5 separate regions of the Mus musculus genome follow, and regions 1, 2, 3 and 5 are each linked to region 4. Evidence: chromatin contacts called from public HiCAR-type and promoter capture Hi-C data. All regions are on one chromosome and are shown on one strand. The core of a region is the stretch at or near the end of the contact, and the rest is flanking DNA. Distances in the headings are between cores, read along the strand shown.

Region 1 (2,764 bases), core at 87-2,586, 1.3 Mb before region 4:
TGAGCCAGATGTGACAGCACAGGCCTGTAATTCTAGCACAATTTTGAGGAGCCTGAGGGAGAATTCTGAGTTCAGGACTGGCCAACCTGGAAAACAACTACCTTCCCTGGGGGTGGGGGGAAATAAAAAAAGTAATGGGGTAACTGACTGTGGTAGTGCACCCTCGTAAACTCGCAGGTGGTAACTGAGGGCAGGATGCTCAGGAGTTTGCCTGAGTTACAAAGAAAAGTGTATGTGTGGGGGCATAGGATTTGGACACAGGCGTAGACAGCAGCGTTAGATATGAATGGAGGGATTGTGTGATACTTTTAGAAGCCAAAGAACACCAAGGACTGAGGCTGGTAAACTCTGGTAAGCTTGGTGCAAAGGCTCCCTCAGAACCTCAGAAGGAGCCCTTCCTGGTATGAGGCTGCCAGCCACTGCAACCATGAGGGTTTAAGTTCTGGCTTAACCCAATCTGCAGAGTCCACCATTAGCATTCAGGGATGCAGGGGAAGCTGTTGAGTTGGGAGCTATCTGTAGCTCCACAGCCAAGCTTCTGGGCTCCTCTGGCCCAACTCTGTTCTTGCATTCTGTCTACCTGGTAGTCTCATACCCCCAAGCCAAGCATCGCCTGACACCACAGTTGAACCTGTTGTAAAAGCAAGACAGCTGGCAAAGAAGCTGCAGGAAGCTTTGTATGGGGTCCTTCCCTTTCTTCACCCATAATGGAAACCATCCCCTGACTCTTAGGATCAGACTGGATATCTTCAACATGAGTCCATAGGCTGTCCAGAAAACAGAGGCAGTATGTGTGTGTGCTGGGTGAGTCCCATAGGACTAGTAGTGTTGATCTGTCTGTAGAGTTGAGATGTCAGTATGATGCACCCTAAAGGCAGTTTTGGGAATCTACTCTTGGAGAGGTGAGAGTGACACATTGGGAAATGGACAGGGCTGTGACCTCCTAAATGACAATGGATTGGTGCTCTTCAGATGGGGAGGGAGCTCAGCTCCCAGTAGGTAGACAGGTGATCCATCATCCTTTAAGCTTAGACCCTCTTGATGCCCTTGAGCTCACATCCACAGCTTTCTTCATGGACTCTCTCCTAGTCCTTCTGTCCTCTATAAGGCACCTTCTAGGTCCAGCTGCGGAGAGGGAGTAGTAGCCAGGAAGGATCTGACCCCTTTGGCCGGACATAGTGACAGGTGTGCTGAAAGATGAGCCACTAAACATGATCCTGTGCTCAGGGAGCGCGGAGCAGCTCAGTTTCAGCCCCTCGCGTCTGCAAGCATGACTGCGTGGCTTTATATAGCCTCGCAAGCCCTTTATAAGCTGGAATCGAGGTTCTGTCGAGCAGGAGAGCTTACACAGATCTGGTCTGGTAGGGACACTTTCTCACTCATACCCACAGAGATAGCCCACCTCAATCCCAGGATGCCCAGCCGAACGGTCCGCTATGCTCGCTACAGCCCCCGACAGCGGAGGCGGCGGATGTTGGCCGATCGGAGCGTGCGCTTCCCTAACGATGTTCTCTTCTTGGACCACATTCGACAAGGCGACCTGGAGCAGGTGGGACGCTTTATCCGGGCTCGGAAAGTCTCCCTAGACACTATCCATCCCTCAGGTGAGTAGATAACTGAGAGTCTGGCCTTCTGTCCATAAGGAGGCAGGGGAGATCCTCTTCTGAGGGTTACAGCTTTGACCCTGTGTTCCCACCCTGCCCAGGACTGGCTGCTCTGCATGAAGCTGTGCTCTCTGGAAACCTAGAGTGTGTGAAGTTGCTAGTCAAATACGGGGCTGACATTCACCAGCGGGATGAGACAGGCTGGACACCACTGCACATCGCTTGCAGTGATGGGTACCCTGACATAGCCAGGTGAGACTATGGAATGTGGTTCAGAGGTTTCATCCTAATCTCTCCAGGTGGACCCCCCCAAAATATGGCTCTGAGGATGTAGGCATCAACTCAGGGATTCTGGCAGTTTCTACCCGATTGCAACATTAGAGCAAGCCGGAAAATCTGGCCACAGCTTCCAAGGGGTCAGGTTTCTTCCTCCTCACTCTGCCTGGAAAAAACAAACAGGTGACCCCAATATTCTAGCCTTTTGGCCCCGGAGTGGGCTGAGTAGGCTTTAACCACCTGCCCTTCACACCTCAGGTATCTCATCTCTTTGGGGGCAGACAGAGATGCAGCCAATGATGATGGCGATCTGCCCTCCGACCTTATTGACCCGGACTTCAAAGACTTGGTGGAACTCTTCAAAGGAACCAGCATGGACTGAGCCAGGAGAGCCCTTTGGGGCTTGCGCCTCCTTGGAGAAGTGGCAAGCACCTTGCCCCAAGGACTAGAGTGCCCACTGGATGTGCAGTGAGGCAGCCAGGCTGGTTAGGACTTGTGGGGAACGACCCTCTTGCCCCTATACCCATTTCTCTGGCCTGGCTTTTTCTCCAGGTTTGTTTGTTTTTTAATGGTGATACTTTTTACTTTTTCAATAAACATAATTCCCAAGCTGTGATGATGACTTGATTAGCGCAGTCCAGTACAAAACCATCGCCAGGTACGCGGGGGCTCGCTGGCAGCGCAGGGCCGGGGAAATGCGTGTCCGGGGCCGGTGCGCCGATGTTCTTGTTCAGAGATGCCCGGCAACCCCTCCCTTCCCCCGACACCCACCCGTGTTTCCGGGACGACCTCGCGCGCCTCCGACCTCGCCGCACTCCGTTCGCCAGCGATCACGTGGCCCGCGCCGTTTGCGCCTGCGCGCCGCGTCACTTCCGGCCGGCCCA
Region 2 (2,700 bases), core at 123-2,622, 1.1 Mb after region 4:
TTAAGTTGTACAGAGATTTTGAGCAATTACAGACTAAGGCTGTTGGCCATGGGGGAGAAAGGATTGCTGCAGCCCATCCAGCGAAGAGAAGGACCCACAAGGAAAGACCTGACTCTCCTTCCTCCCCATGTGGTTGGCCTGGCCCCTTCATGCCCTGCAGAAGCCCAGAGATTCCCACAACCCTCTACAGGCAGTGATTTGCAGAGAGAGGGAGCTGTGGGGGTAGAAGGCTGGTTCTGGGGCTGCATGGGGGATTTCAAGTCTTTGTTTCAATCAGGAAGACCCGTCCCAAAACTTCCCAGTGTCTCTTTTGCTGTATTTGTAGGTTTTTGTTTTGTTTTGTTTTGTTTTGTTTTTGAGGTGGAGTTTCACTATATTGTCCTCCTGCCTCAGTTTCCTGGGACGCTAGACTAACAACAGGTATGCCACAGGCAAGCACCACTACCCCAGGCCTTTCTGGGGTAAGAAGGGTTTGTGCATGCTGTGGTGGAGGACATCCTGGACAGGGACCTACCACCCAGAGATGCCCCAGCCCATATAAGACCCTCTGAGTCTGGGAATTAGTTTTCTCCTTTCCCCTGGTCTCTGGGATGCAATCTAGGGTCTCTCACATTGCTAGGCAAGTGCTCTGTCATTGAGCTGCAATGCACTCCCTGCTGGTCACTTGGCTAGAGTTCACAGGACAGGGTGTTCCCTAAGGGCCTTTTCAGATCATTGGTTGGTGCTTCCACTGATTAATTCTGCAGAGACCTCCTACCGCATAAATGCTCTCACCTCCACAGAAGCAGCCCCTGGCCACAACTGCAAAGGGGGATCAACCGGTCCTCCCGAAGAAAGCAGCAGAGCCTGTAAATTGAGGCTACTAATTTGGAAGTTATGTCCTCCTGTGCAACTTGGCGCCGGTAGGAAGTATAAGTAACGAACACAGATGAGTTTAGGTAATTTCCTCCTCGACGTGTTGGTGTCCGAGGCGGATACAGCTAGGGCCACCTTACCCTTCGGGTTATACCCGTGACCTTGAGTATGTTTAACCAGCCGAGTGGCTGGACGCTGGCCCTGGCTAGTAAACCACGCCCGCGGCCTACGCACGCTTGTGAAACTTGAAACCCGAAACTGCCCTGCCCCGAGGAGAGGGGGCGGTACCTAAGGAGAGAGGGCGTGACTTGGGGGCGGAGTCATAGATAGGCAGAGCCTAGGTGCCGCGCTTGCGTAAACGCAAACTAAAGAGGTCCTCAAGGGGACGGGGCCTAGAGGGCGTTCACGCACGCGCGTTTTGGCTGTGGGCGGGACCTTGTGCCGGGGGCGGTGCCTCGGGCGGCGCGTGCGCAGGCGCGTGCTGGGCAGTGCGGGCGCGGTGCGGGGGGCGGGGCTCCGCGGCTCGGAGCTGGCCTGTGGCGAGCTGGTGTCTGGCAGGACGCGGGCTGCGGGAGGTCAGTGGCGGTCGCGGGCCGGAGCCGGTCGCCAGCACCATGGAGGACGATGACAGCTATGGTGAGTGGGGCCGGTCCGCTGCCCCTTCGTGAGCTTCCGCCTGCGCCGGTGTCCCTGGGACGGGACGCGGAGCGCCGGGTGGCGGCAGTGCGAGGGCCCGGGGGTGACTGCCCAGACGCTCGAGGGCCTGAGGGTCGCCGGGGCTGAGGGTCGCCTGGACCTTTGGGTCGCCGTGAACTGAGAGTCACCCGGGCCTGAGGGTCGCTGGGAACTGAGTGTCACTCGAGCCTGAGGGTTGCCGGGGCTGTGGGTCACCCAGGCCTGGAGGGTCACGGCAGGGGTCGCCCGAACCTGAGGGCGCCGACGGAGACGGGTGTAAAACCGGGAATTGCTTTCGGGCTCCAGGACCGAGGTTACTCGGGCCTGGGGGTCGCTGGGGCTGAGGTTTGCGAGTCTAGGGGCCCCGGAAGGGGAGTCGCCGGGGTTAGAGGGTCTCCGCGGCGGGGGTTAACCGGAGCGCTGAGGGTCATGAGGATGCTGAGGAGCCCCGGGGTGCCGAGGGGAGTCAGGGCCAGGTGACCGGGGTCGTAGTCTTTAAGACGAGTCGCCTGCTGCTTGTCACCGGGGTGGCAGACGCCGCGAGCGGCCGCGGGACTAACACGCCCGGCCGGCCTGTGTTCCCTAGTAGTTTCCGGCTCTCAGGGGTGTTAGAAGTTATGTGCCCCATCCAGCTCTTTGTTCTGAGATGAACACAAGTGGCCTGACCGGGGCCTCTGAGCCGGGGACGTCGGTCAGGTTCGTGCTACCGTCGCATTGTGAATTAGCTCCTGGTCCCCTGGTCTGTCAGTCAGGGCCTGACCACACCGGGCAAGGGGATCAAGTTTGAGCTGTTGCCTGAAGGTAGCCGGGTAATGACACCAGTCCACATCCTCCACCAGGGCAGAAGCGATTTAGACTCTCCTGGCTAACCTTGCTGCTTGTTGGCGAACAGCCAGGGCTCTGGTCCCTCCGAGGGTGTGCAGTCTCTGGAGTTGTAGAAGGTTATTTGAAATGCTTTACGTGGTTGTTAGCATTGTTTCCAGGAGGAATGGAAGAAGGAATGGCAGGTAGGGCGAGTGGTGACCTTTTACTGGTTTGGCAGGGAAGTATGGCTCAGGAACTTAACAAGCTTATACGGCTTAGTGGAGCCAAACTCCGGTGTGTTGCCTCACAGGTAACTTTGCCTCCTCACACTCTGGTGAGGAATATTAAAGTACCAAGAGGGAAGAG
Region 3 (2,700 bases), core at 197-2,696, 1.0 Mb before region 4:
TTCTTGGGTAGCCATGGGCGTGTCAGAGGTGTGAGTGCTCACCGAAACCTTCCACTTTCCCCACGACTCTCACCCCCACCTACAAGTGTTAGTTAGCTGTTAGCTCCTGTAGGCTCATGGTGGGGTCCTGGAGGTCCAGCCCTGCATCCCCCTCATGGGTGGTGCTCCCATTTGACAGGCACCTCTGTACAACCACAGGGCCAGCGCCCTTCTTTCTAGGCCTGATGTTGCACAAAAGGTGACTGAGTGTTGGCACGGGTTTATGGCCAGCAGGTAAGCAGGGCAGGCTGCTTGGTCCCCCTGGGTCTTGTGTTCATGTCTCAGATGGGGAGCTGACCTTGCAGGGCTGCCTGAGAGCGCCTGTGCATAGGGTGGGAGTGGCACCCCGTACCTGCTCGAATCAAGCTCTGTGCCCTGTGACCTTGGAGTCCCTCACCTCACTGCTACCCTCCGCTTCATTCCACAATGAACCATTCCAGAAGCTTACAAATAAAACCCGGTTAACTCCCGTGCCAGCTTTCTCTTCAGGCACCATCTAGGACGGCAGCGCCACGACCCTGCTAAGGGTGACAAGTTTCCAAACAGCCGGGAGAAGGGCAGCGAGGCCGGCCCGCCCCCCACGCCTGTCCGGAGGGGACTAAGGCCTAAGCATTCTGTGCCCAAAACCAGTTTGACCCGGACTTCATAATCAGTGGAGAGGAGTCTCGCCAGCTGACCCACGCGGGGGGCGGGGCTGGACCATCCTGAAAGTCGGGAGACTTCCCCTGCCTCAGTTTCCCTACAATGTGTCCCGCAAAGCCAGCATAACACAATGCCCACTCACACCACCACCACCACCTTCTTTGATGCCCAGGGACACCCAACCCCGTGACGACCCCTCCTCCAATAAAGGGACATGGCTGAAGTGGAAGAACTGGTGACCCTCTCCCACGTGACTGGGATGTGATGGCCGCTCCCCGGACCCCCGGGAATCCCTCCAGCCCGTCCCCAGCCAGGCACACACGGACCCTGTAGAGAAAGGTCCTGGGGGGTGTGCGGGGCACAGGATTCACATAGGGGCGGGGGCCACGGGACTCACCCCAGATCGGGGCGCGGCCCGCCCCGGGCTTGGCAGTTTCGGGGCGCAGCCCGGGCCCTCCCTGCTACGCGGCAGTCCCGGGGCAGGGCAGGGCCGATCGCACGCACGCCACTCGCCGAGACCCCCGCGAGCAAGAACCGGGCCTCCCGGGGTCGCGAGCGCGCGGGGGCGGCGCGGGCGGGGCCGTTGGCGGCGGCGCGGGCCAGGGGCGGGCGGGCCCGGGCCCCACGTGTCCCTGGCGGGCGGGCCAATAGGCGCCCGGCTTTTGGAAAGATCGCCATATATGGACATGTTCTGGGGCCGCGCGCGCCCCCGCCCGCGCGCGCGGCCCGCTCCCGCTTAAATAGCGGCGGGGGAGGCCGCGGTCGGTCTCACACTCCGCCGCCGGCTTACACTGCGCTTCTTGCCGCTCCTCCGTCGCCGCCGCGTCCTTCGCCGGTAAGCTGCCGCTCCCCGGGCTTGGCCCAGTGACTTCCTGTGGCCCTTTCTTCCCGCTCACCCTGCCTGCCGCACCGCTGCGGAGCGGAGCGGAGCGCAGGGCGCCTGACGGGTGGGCCTGGGTCTGCAGCCGCGGCTGGGGGCAGGGCGGGGCCCGACGCAATGCGCAGCCCCTCCTCGCCGCGGCGGAACGGGGCGCTGCCGGTAGCCGACGGTTACGCCGCCCGGGGTGGGGACTGCACTCCTCCGGGGTGGCTCGGCCCTGGCCGAGGACATTTTCTGAGTTCGGTGAGGGCTGCGCTAATTCCGGGGCTTCTTCCTGCGCAGATCGCAATGGAAGAAGAAATCGCCGCACTCGTCATTGACAATGGCTCCGGCATGTGCAAAGCCGGCTTTGCTGGCGACGACGCCCCCAGGGCCGTGTTCCCTTCCATCGTAGGGCGCCCCCGACACCAGGTTAGTTGAGAGGAGTGGCCTCCCTTGTGTTCTCTCTGGGCCCGGGTCGCGCGGTGGGTGGGGCGAGTCTGACCGCGGCCTTTTCTCTCGCAGGGCGTCATGGTGGGCATGGGCCAGAAAGACTCATACGTGGGTGACGAGGCCCAGAGCAAGAGGGGTATCCTGACCCTGAAGTACCCTATCGAACACGGCATTGTCACTAACTGGGACGACATGGAGAAGATCTGGCACCACACCTTCTACAATGAGCTGCGTGTGGCTCCTGAGGAGCACCCGGTGCTTCTGACCGAGGCCCCCCTGAACCCCAAAGCTAACAGAGAGAAGATGACGCAGGTATGCTTGAGCCGGGACCTTGCCTCCCCTTGGGCGTGACGAGTCATTTTGTGTTGTGCCTCATTTCCTGACATTCAAGCGTTTCTTTGGTGTTTCTAGGGTTCTGTTCCTCTTCTCCTGGCATTTCCTCCCTGAAGCCTCCAGGTTTCTGTTTGCGTTTCTGCTTGCGTTCTGTTCTTTTTTTCTTCACACATCACATTTGTGGCATGCAGCATGCAGAGTGTGGGTGTGGGAGGCTCAGGGCCCCTGCTACTCACTCACTCAGGTGTTCTTTGTCTTTCCACAGATAATGTTTGAAACCTTCAATACCCCAGCCATGTACGTGGCCATTCAGGCGGTGCTGTCCTTGTATGCATCTGGGCGCACCACTGGCATTGTCATGGACTCTGGTGACG
Region 4 (2,700 bases), core at 57-2,556:
CTGATGAAGTAACAAACAGTGCAATTAAGCTGCATTTTAAACAGTATCCCCAAACTATAATTAGACTCATTTCAACAGGCAGTATGAAATGGAGACTTTCCATTCTTTTCTTAGGAGGTCATTAAAATCCACGTGTACTTTACAGCAGAGATTGCAAAACCACCCTTAAAGTCAGGCTTGCCAAACTGCATGAGCACCAGGAATAAATCCTTGTGGAGTGAGAAGGCAAGAGAACTTGGAACTCAGTTGTTTAGTCCCAGAAGGGTGGCCAGCTCTGTGTCTTCAATCGTTTACCTGGTCTGGACAAATCCTGATACCAGAGCAAGAGCAGAGCTCTCTAGGGAAGGAGGTGATAACTTGTTTTATTTATTTATTTATTTATTTATTTATTTTTGGGCGGACATACTGCAACCCACAACTTCTCCATGAAAAGATAATCTGGTTATAACGAAACATATCTACACAAAATGAGGTTTCTTATAGTAGCTTTAAAAGATTTGTGTTAGTGTGTGTTTGTGTGAGTGTGGCCCCCACAGAGGCCAGAAGTACTGGATCGCTTGGAGCTGGGGAAGACAGGCTGTTGTGAGTCACACGGTCTAAGCGCTGGAGCATAACAAGGTTCCCTGGAAGAGGAGTAACGGCTCTTAACGATTTAGTCATCTTTCCTCAAAAGCAGAAAAAAGGAAAGAGGCCAAGTGCAAATGAATGTTTGCTAGAACTCGGGGTACGGCTCGATCCACCCTCAGAAACAAACAAAACAGACAGACAGACGTGCCCCAGTAAGGAGCAAAGCCCTTGTGGAGCCTACGTTGAAAATCAGGATTCTTCAGAGTGACTGGGGTCAGCGGCTCTGAAGGATTCTCAGATGTGATGGCAGCTTAGGCGGCCCCTGCTCTCCCCTCGGTCCCCACTGATTTCCCCAGCCACCCCGGGCGAGCAGCTTGATTCTCCCGCCGCTTAGCGCTGCGGTTGCCATGGCAACGCAGTCAGCTGCGAAGGAGCGCGGAGCCCATCGGGCGGTGCCATCTTCCCTTGCCCCGTACCCTCGGGGACACCCTGGCGTCCGTCTTGCTCCTCCCAGAGACCCACATCCCTATCCCGAGCCGGCTGCGGACATCCAAGGAGCCGAGAGTACGGAGAGCCGCAGGCGCTTAGCGACGGCAAGCCCAGCCTCTCGCCGAATCCCGCGGAGCGCGGAATATCGCGAGACCTGGAGCGCCGTGCCTTCCGCCCCTCTTGACGCTCTTCCGCGGCGCTGCGGCGCGTCACTTCCTCCCGACCGGGCCGGCGGCGCGCGCCTTACATCCGGTTCCCGCCGCGGCTTGCAGTTGTCTTTCTGCGGAATCCGGATCATGGCGGCTAACGCCACGATGGCGACGTCTGGCTCGGCGCGGAAGCGGCTGCTCAAAGAGGAGGACATGACCAAAGTGGAGTTCGAGACGAGCGAGGAGGTGGACGTGACCCCCACGTTCGACACCATGGGCCTGCGAGAGGACCTGCTGCGCGGCATCTACGCCTACGGTGGGGCGCGGGCCTCGAGGCGGGGGAGGTTGGGGGCCGGGCCCCGGTAGGACGGGGTTAGGCCCGGCGGCGACGAGCGGCTCCGCCCCAGAGCTCCGGCCTGCTCCCCCGGGGCTGCAGTCAGCCAGGCTCTTCAGTGGCTCGTGTAGCGAGCGGATCGCCATGTGTGTCCCCCGAGGTGCCCCGAGCTTTGATGGGGAAGTCGCGGCTCTAAGTCTGGTGGGTTCTCGCCTTAGGGAGTTTAAAGCTTTCTAGGGAGGCGAAAAACACGAAGCCAAAGTGCTTCAGGCGGTGGGAATTGGGAAAACAAGAGAATGAGCAGCTGGGTAGAGTAGGTAGATTGGTAGGGGACAGTTAAAAGAGCCGAGAGAGAGCTCCCAGAGGCGTTCATAATCACCAGGGTGACCCTGGCTTCTCGAAGCCATGGCCAGACCTGTGCCAGGAACAGAAAAAGAACCCCCTGTCATGTTTTAAACGCCTGGGTAAAGATTTTGAGATTCATTCCTAAATACCGCTGGAAGCCACTGCAGGGCTCTAAGCAAAATTGACAGGATCGGGCTTACAGTTTGAAAGTTTATCTTGGTGTCTGGATTTGGAGTTAGAAGAGGAGGCGGGGGTGATGGCCGGACTGTAGAAGAGAGATGCTGATGTTGTCGTTGAGTTGGAGCTGGATTTTTTTTTTTTTTTTTTTTTTTTGAGTGAATGGTCGGTCATGCTGCTGGTGTGTGTTTAGGAGCATTTAAGGGAGGCCAAATGAGCTTTGTCTTTTTGTTTCTGTCCTTTTCTTTTTTCCTTTTTTTTTTTGAGACTTTCTCTTTGGAGCCCTGGCCGTCCTGGAATTCTTTGTAGACCAGGCTGGCCTCAAACTCAGAGATTCCCTGCCTCTGCCTCCCAGATGGTGGGGTTAAAGGTGTGCCACACCAAGCCAGGATTGTTGTTGTTGTTGTTGTTTTGAGGTAGGGTCTCTACCTAGCCCTAGCTGCCCTGGAACTCACTAGACCAGGAAGATTGGTCCCTCCCATTTTTAATGATACCCAGCTTGGGTTTTCGGTAATCCCAGATGTAGGCAAGTTGGCAGCCAAGAATAGCATTACAAGTCCTGTGTTGAGCTGGCAAGTGTCACTAGCTACATCTTAAAAGAGTGTAAAAATAAACTACAACAAGCCAGTCTCACAGCTT
Region 5 (2,734 bases), core at 72-2,571, 1.2 Mb before region 4:
CACCCCCTGCTCATGCACACCCACACACATGCACGCACTAGTAAAGATCTCGAATGCCTTCGGCAGAAAATTTCCCAAAGCTATTGCAGGGAGCCCACAGCAGAACACAGGGATTACAGCTACAGACTCAAGGAGGAACAGGGAAATACCTAAGTTATTGAGTCGGGCAGTTAACTGGGCACACAGAACTGGGTCTTCCTGTGGCCTAGGCTCACCTCAGAGGCCGGTGCTGCAGCAGAGACGGGACCAGGCACCATGCCACCCATTGGCATAAGGCCGACATCCTGGATCTTCAATGTTTTCTGTAGGATGAAGGAGAGGTCTCAGTGGCTGCTTATCAAACCCTAAATGGAGGTACAAATGGAGGTACAAGCCTATTTGGCCCTACCACCTAGGAAAGTACATTTGATAATTTACCAAACTCCCAAAACACCCCAGAAGAGACAGGGACCTCTGACCTTTGTTTGGTAAAAATACAACTAGAAGGCAGGGACTTTAGTCCTGGCCTGTGCCGATCTCTCCTAATACCTTCAGGAGTTCGTTGAGGTCTGAGATCTCCAGGAGCGTAAGGCTGGCAATGTCTTGGACCAGCTGCTGGATCTTGGGGGGGTATTCTTTGGGAGCATTATCCAGAGGTGCGCCGGCGAGTGCTTCACTCCTTCGGTGGCTGCTGCTTCTCAACTGCCGCGCTGCACAGACGCTGGGCATCTGTTGCCTACCCCAGGCAAACAGCCGTTAGATCAGAAAAAACGGGAGACTCAAGGGTACAAGATCCATGTGCTCAGTCTGCCACCGCTGAGGCCAGGCTCCACAAGCTGGGGTTAAGGGACCCGAAAAAGCTTTCCTACATTTCCCATAGAGCCTCAGGAGCCCACGACTATGTCTGCAATACTGCCCAGAACGGCAGGCTTCTGGTTGAATGGAATACATCAGCCTGGCGGGTGCACAGTGCTGCACCAAGCCTTCCAAAGCACGGGGCTCGGGCTATGCTGCCGACCACGGCGATGGGTCTCAGCGGCGGGAAGCTGGGGACGAAAGGTACCTGCACCCAAGGTCGCCCAGGCCGAGCCGCCCTCTCCACGCCCCGCAGGCTGGGCCGCGGAAGGTGGCGATGCGCCCGTCACCCCTTCCCTCTGAACCTACTTCCTGCCCGCCGCCCCGGCAATGGCGCTCTAGACCACCGCTTTACCTGGCAAGGCGAAGCGCTGCCCCCCGGAGTCCAAGCCGTGGCCCCCACAGGCAGCGGCTAGCCGCCACCGGCAGCATAGCTCCGCAAGCGGGAAGGTCACACGCGGCTCTAAGCGGAAGCGACGCTCTATCCGGGAGGAGGCGAGCTGTCCGGGCCGCTCTAGCCCGGGTTGGCTCCTGGTATTACGCACTAGGCGGTGCGACGCGCAGGCGCGGAGACAATACTGGGTTGGCGCTTTCTCCATCAGTCGTGTTCCGCACGCCTTTGTCTCGCCAGGGGAATAAGTAGGCGCCCCCACCCCTTTACCTACGGAACTCATAGCCCCTTGAATTCAACTCAGTGGTCCAAGAGGTTAGCAACCTCAGGAGCCCAGTACTCTAAACCTAGGAGAAGGAAGGGCCTGGAGTCCTCCCAAGAGCTCACTAGGCGGAACCGCCTCCTTTGAGTGCACACTAAGGCGGGCGCTTAGCGGGGAGGGAAAGAGCAAAACTTGAGACCTCACAGAAGTCAGGTTGAACCGTATATTTCAGGGTGAGCTATTGAGAGCTAAAACCTTAAGCAGTGGGTAATCCTGAGGGCAGTTGGGCTGCAAAAGCCCGCGTTTGCACCCTTCCTCACCCGCCTGGTGATGTATCCTGCACCAGATGAGTCTGCAGAATCCCCACCAGGAAGGAGACTGTTGGCAAGTCCACGGTTTCTCAGCCAGTACCCAGCACACTCCACAACAGATGCAGACTATTAAATTGTTGGTCCAACCCAGCCTGCTGCCCGAACAATCAATCATGAGAGTTTTGAAATACATTTTATTTTCACTGCTCTGCACTGAGAGATGACATCCAAGGAGAAGGGGAGACAGAGATACCTAAAGCTTCTACCCTTGCTGTGCAGGAGCCACATGGTTCTTCTGGGTACCAGGGCCAGGCCTGGACACCACACAGTTAGTTCACATCAGACTCCGGGCCAGGCTAAGCATCCCCACAGCATTCACCTGTGGCACCCAACACAGCCGGGCACTCTCCAGAGAAGGTTCTACTTGCCCTGCAGAGCCCCAGTCCCGGGGAGGTCAGACGGCATCAGGACTGAAGCAGGGAACCAGTGATAGGAGCCAGACCACCGAGGACAGGGAAGAGGGCCAAGGGGGAAGGCCCACCCCTTGCTCACAGAAGGGACACTACAGGGCAGTAATAGGGGAGGAATGGCTAGTTAGACATATAAGTGGTTTCTGGTGAACTGTAGTGTTACTCTGCATGGTGAGCGCCAGACTCAAGGTCAGTCAAAGGAGATGAGCTGGGCCTCACTGCCCTGTGCTGGCGGTCCCTGTGTAGGCGCTGGCTGGGCCACAGGGGGTTGCTGCTGGGGAGGGCCGGTGCTGGGGGCCATCTGGAGAGAAAGAGCAGATAGGCTCATCACCCCCCTTCACAAACAAAACCTTCGGCTTAGAACAAGCTTCACCTTAGCACATAGTAGATCAGGTTGTTACCAATATGGCAATGGCACGTGTGATCTCTTGTAAACTTGTCTCCTGTGCAATATGGACGCATGTGT

Evidence for each region. Promoter capture Hi-C pulls out the DNA fragments that hold promoters and counts their contacts. HiCAR-type assays count read pairs that join an accessible place to other places.
Region 1: a promoter capture Hi-C map of pre-B cells shows a contact between it and region 4, with 2.5 times the contacts expected there. The contact joins the promoter of Ppp1r27 here to the promoter of Eif4a3 in region 4. A contact is called at or near these places in 3 of 39 promoter capture datasets (the 3T3-L1 cell line, the C10 cell line and pre-B cells).
Region 2: a HiCAR-type map of astrocytes shows a contact between it and region 4, with 3 times the contacts expected there. The contact joins the promoter of Cyth1 here to the promoter of Eif4a3 in region 4. A contact is called at or near these places in 2 of 39 promoter capture datasets (cranial neural crest and liver) and 1 of 115 datasets of contacts at active chromatin or transcription factors (astrocytes).
Region 3: a contact with region 4 is called in a promoter capture Hi-C map of pre-B cells, with 3 times the contacts expected there. The contact joins the promoter of Actg1 here to the promoter of Eif4a3 in region 4. A contact is called at or near these places in 4 of 39 promoter capture datasets (hippocampal neurons, liver and pre-B cells) and 2 of 115 datasets of contacts at active chromatin or transcription factors (embryonic stem cells and pancreatic cancer cells).
Region 5: a contact with region 4 is called in a promoter capture Hi-C map of pre-B cells, with 4 times the contacts expected there. The contact joins the promoter of Mrpl12 here to the promoter of Eif4a3 in region 4. A contact is called at or near these places in 6 of 39 promoter capture datasets (the C10 cell line, erythroid cells, hippocampal neurons and 2 more) and 1 of 115 datasets of contacts at active chromatin or transcription factors (pancreatic cancer cells).

Annotation. Positions count from the first base shown.
Region 1 is chr11:120,549,704-120,552,467 of GRCm38.p6, reverse strand. Ppp1r27 (protein phosphatase 1, regulatory subunit 27) reads left to right here and starts at 1,336. Exons shown (of 3, transcript NM_026814.3): 1 at 1,336-1,604; 2 at 1,706-1,856; 3 at 2,139-2,493. The coding sequence starts at 1,415. The coding sequence ends at 2,262. Mcrip1 (MAPK regulated corepressor interacting protein 1) reads left to right here and starts at 2,741. Exons shown (of 5, transcript NM_001033231.4): 1 at 2,741-2,764.
Region 2 is chr11:118,247,230-118,249,929 of GRCm38.p6, reverse strand. Cyth1 (cytohesin 1) reads left to right here and starts at 1,372. Exons shown (of 14, transcript NM_011180.4): 1 at 1,372-1,491. The coding sequence starts at 1,470.
Region 3 is chr11:120,347,241-120,349,940 of GRCm38.p6, reverse strand. Actg1 (actin, gamma, cytoplasmic 1) reads left to right here and starts at 1,446. Exons shown (of 6, transcript NM_009609.3): 1 at 1,446-1,516; 2 at 1,844-1,972; 3 at 2,066-2,305; 4 at 2,592-2,700. The coding sequence starts at 1,850. It overlaps Mir6935 (microRNA 6935), which reads left to right and starts at 2,528; the gene lies at 2,528-2,591. 0610009L18Rik (RIKEN cDNA 0610009L18 gene) reads right to left here and starts at 1,263. Exons shown (of 2, transcript NR_038126.1): 1 at 1,079-1,263.
Region 4 is chr11:119,298,649-119,301,348 of GRCm38.p6, reverse strand. It overlaps Eif4a3 (eukaryotic translation initiation factor 4A3), which reads left to right and starts at 1,306. Exons shown (of 12, transcript NM_138669.1): 1 at 1,306-1,521. The coding sequence starts at 1,353.
Region 5 is chr11:120,483,224-120,485,957 of GRCm38.p6, reverse strand. Mrpl12 (mitochondrial ribosomal protein L12) reads right to left here and starts at 1,321. Exons shown (of 5, transcript NM_027204.3): 1 at 1,190-1,321; 2 at 529-715; 3 at 216-302. The coding sequence starts at 1,266. Hgs (HGF-regulated tyrosine kinase substrate) reads right to left here. Exons shown (of 22, transcript NM_008244.3): 22 at 1,974-2,569. The coding sequence ends at 2,459.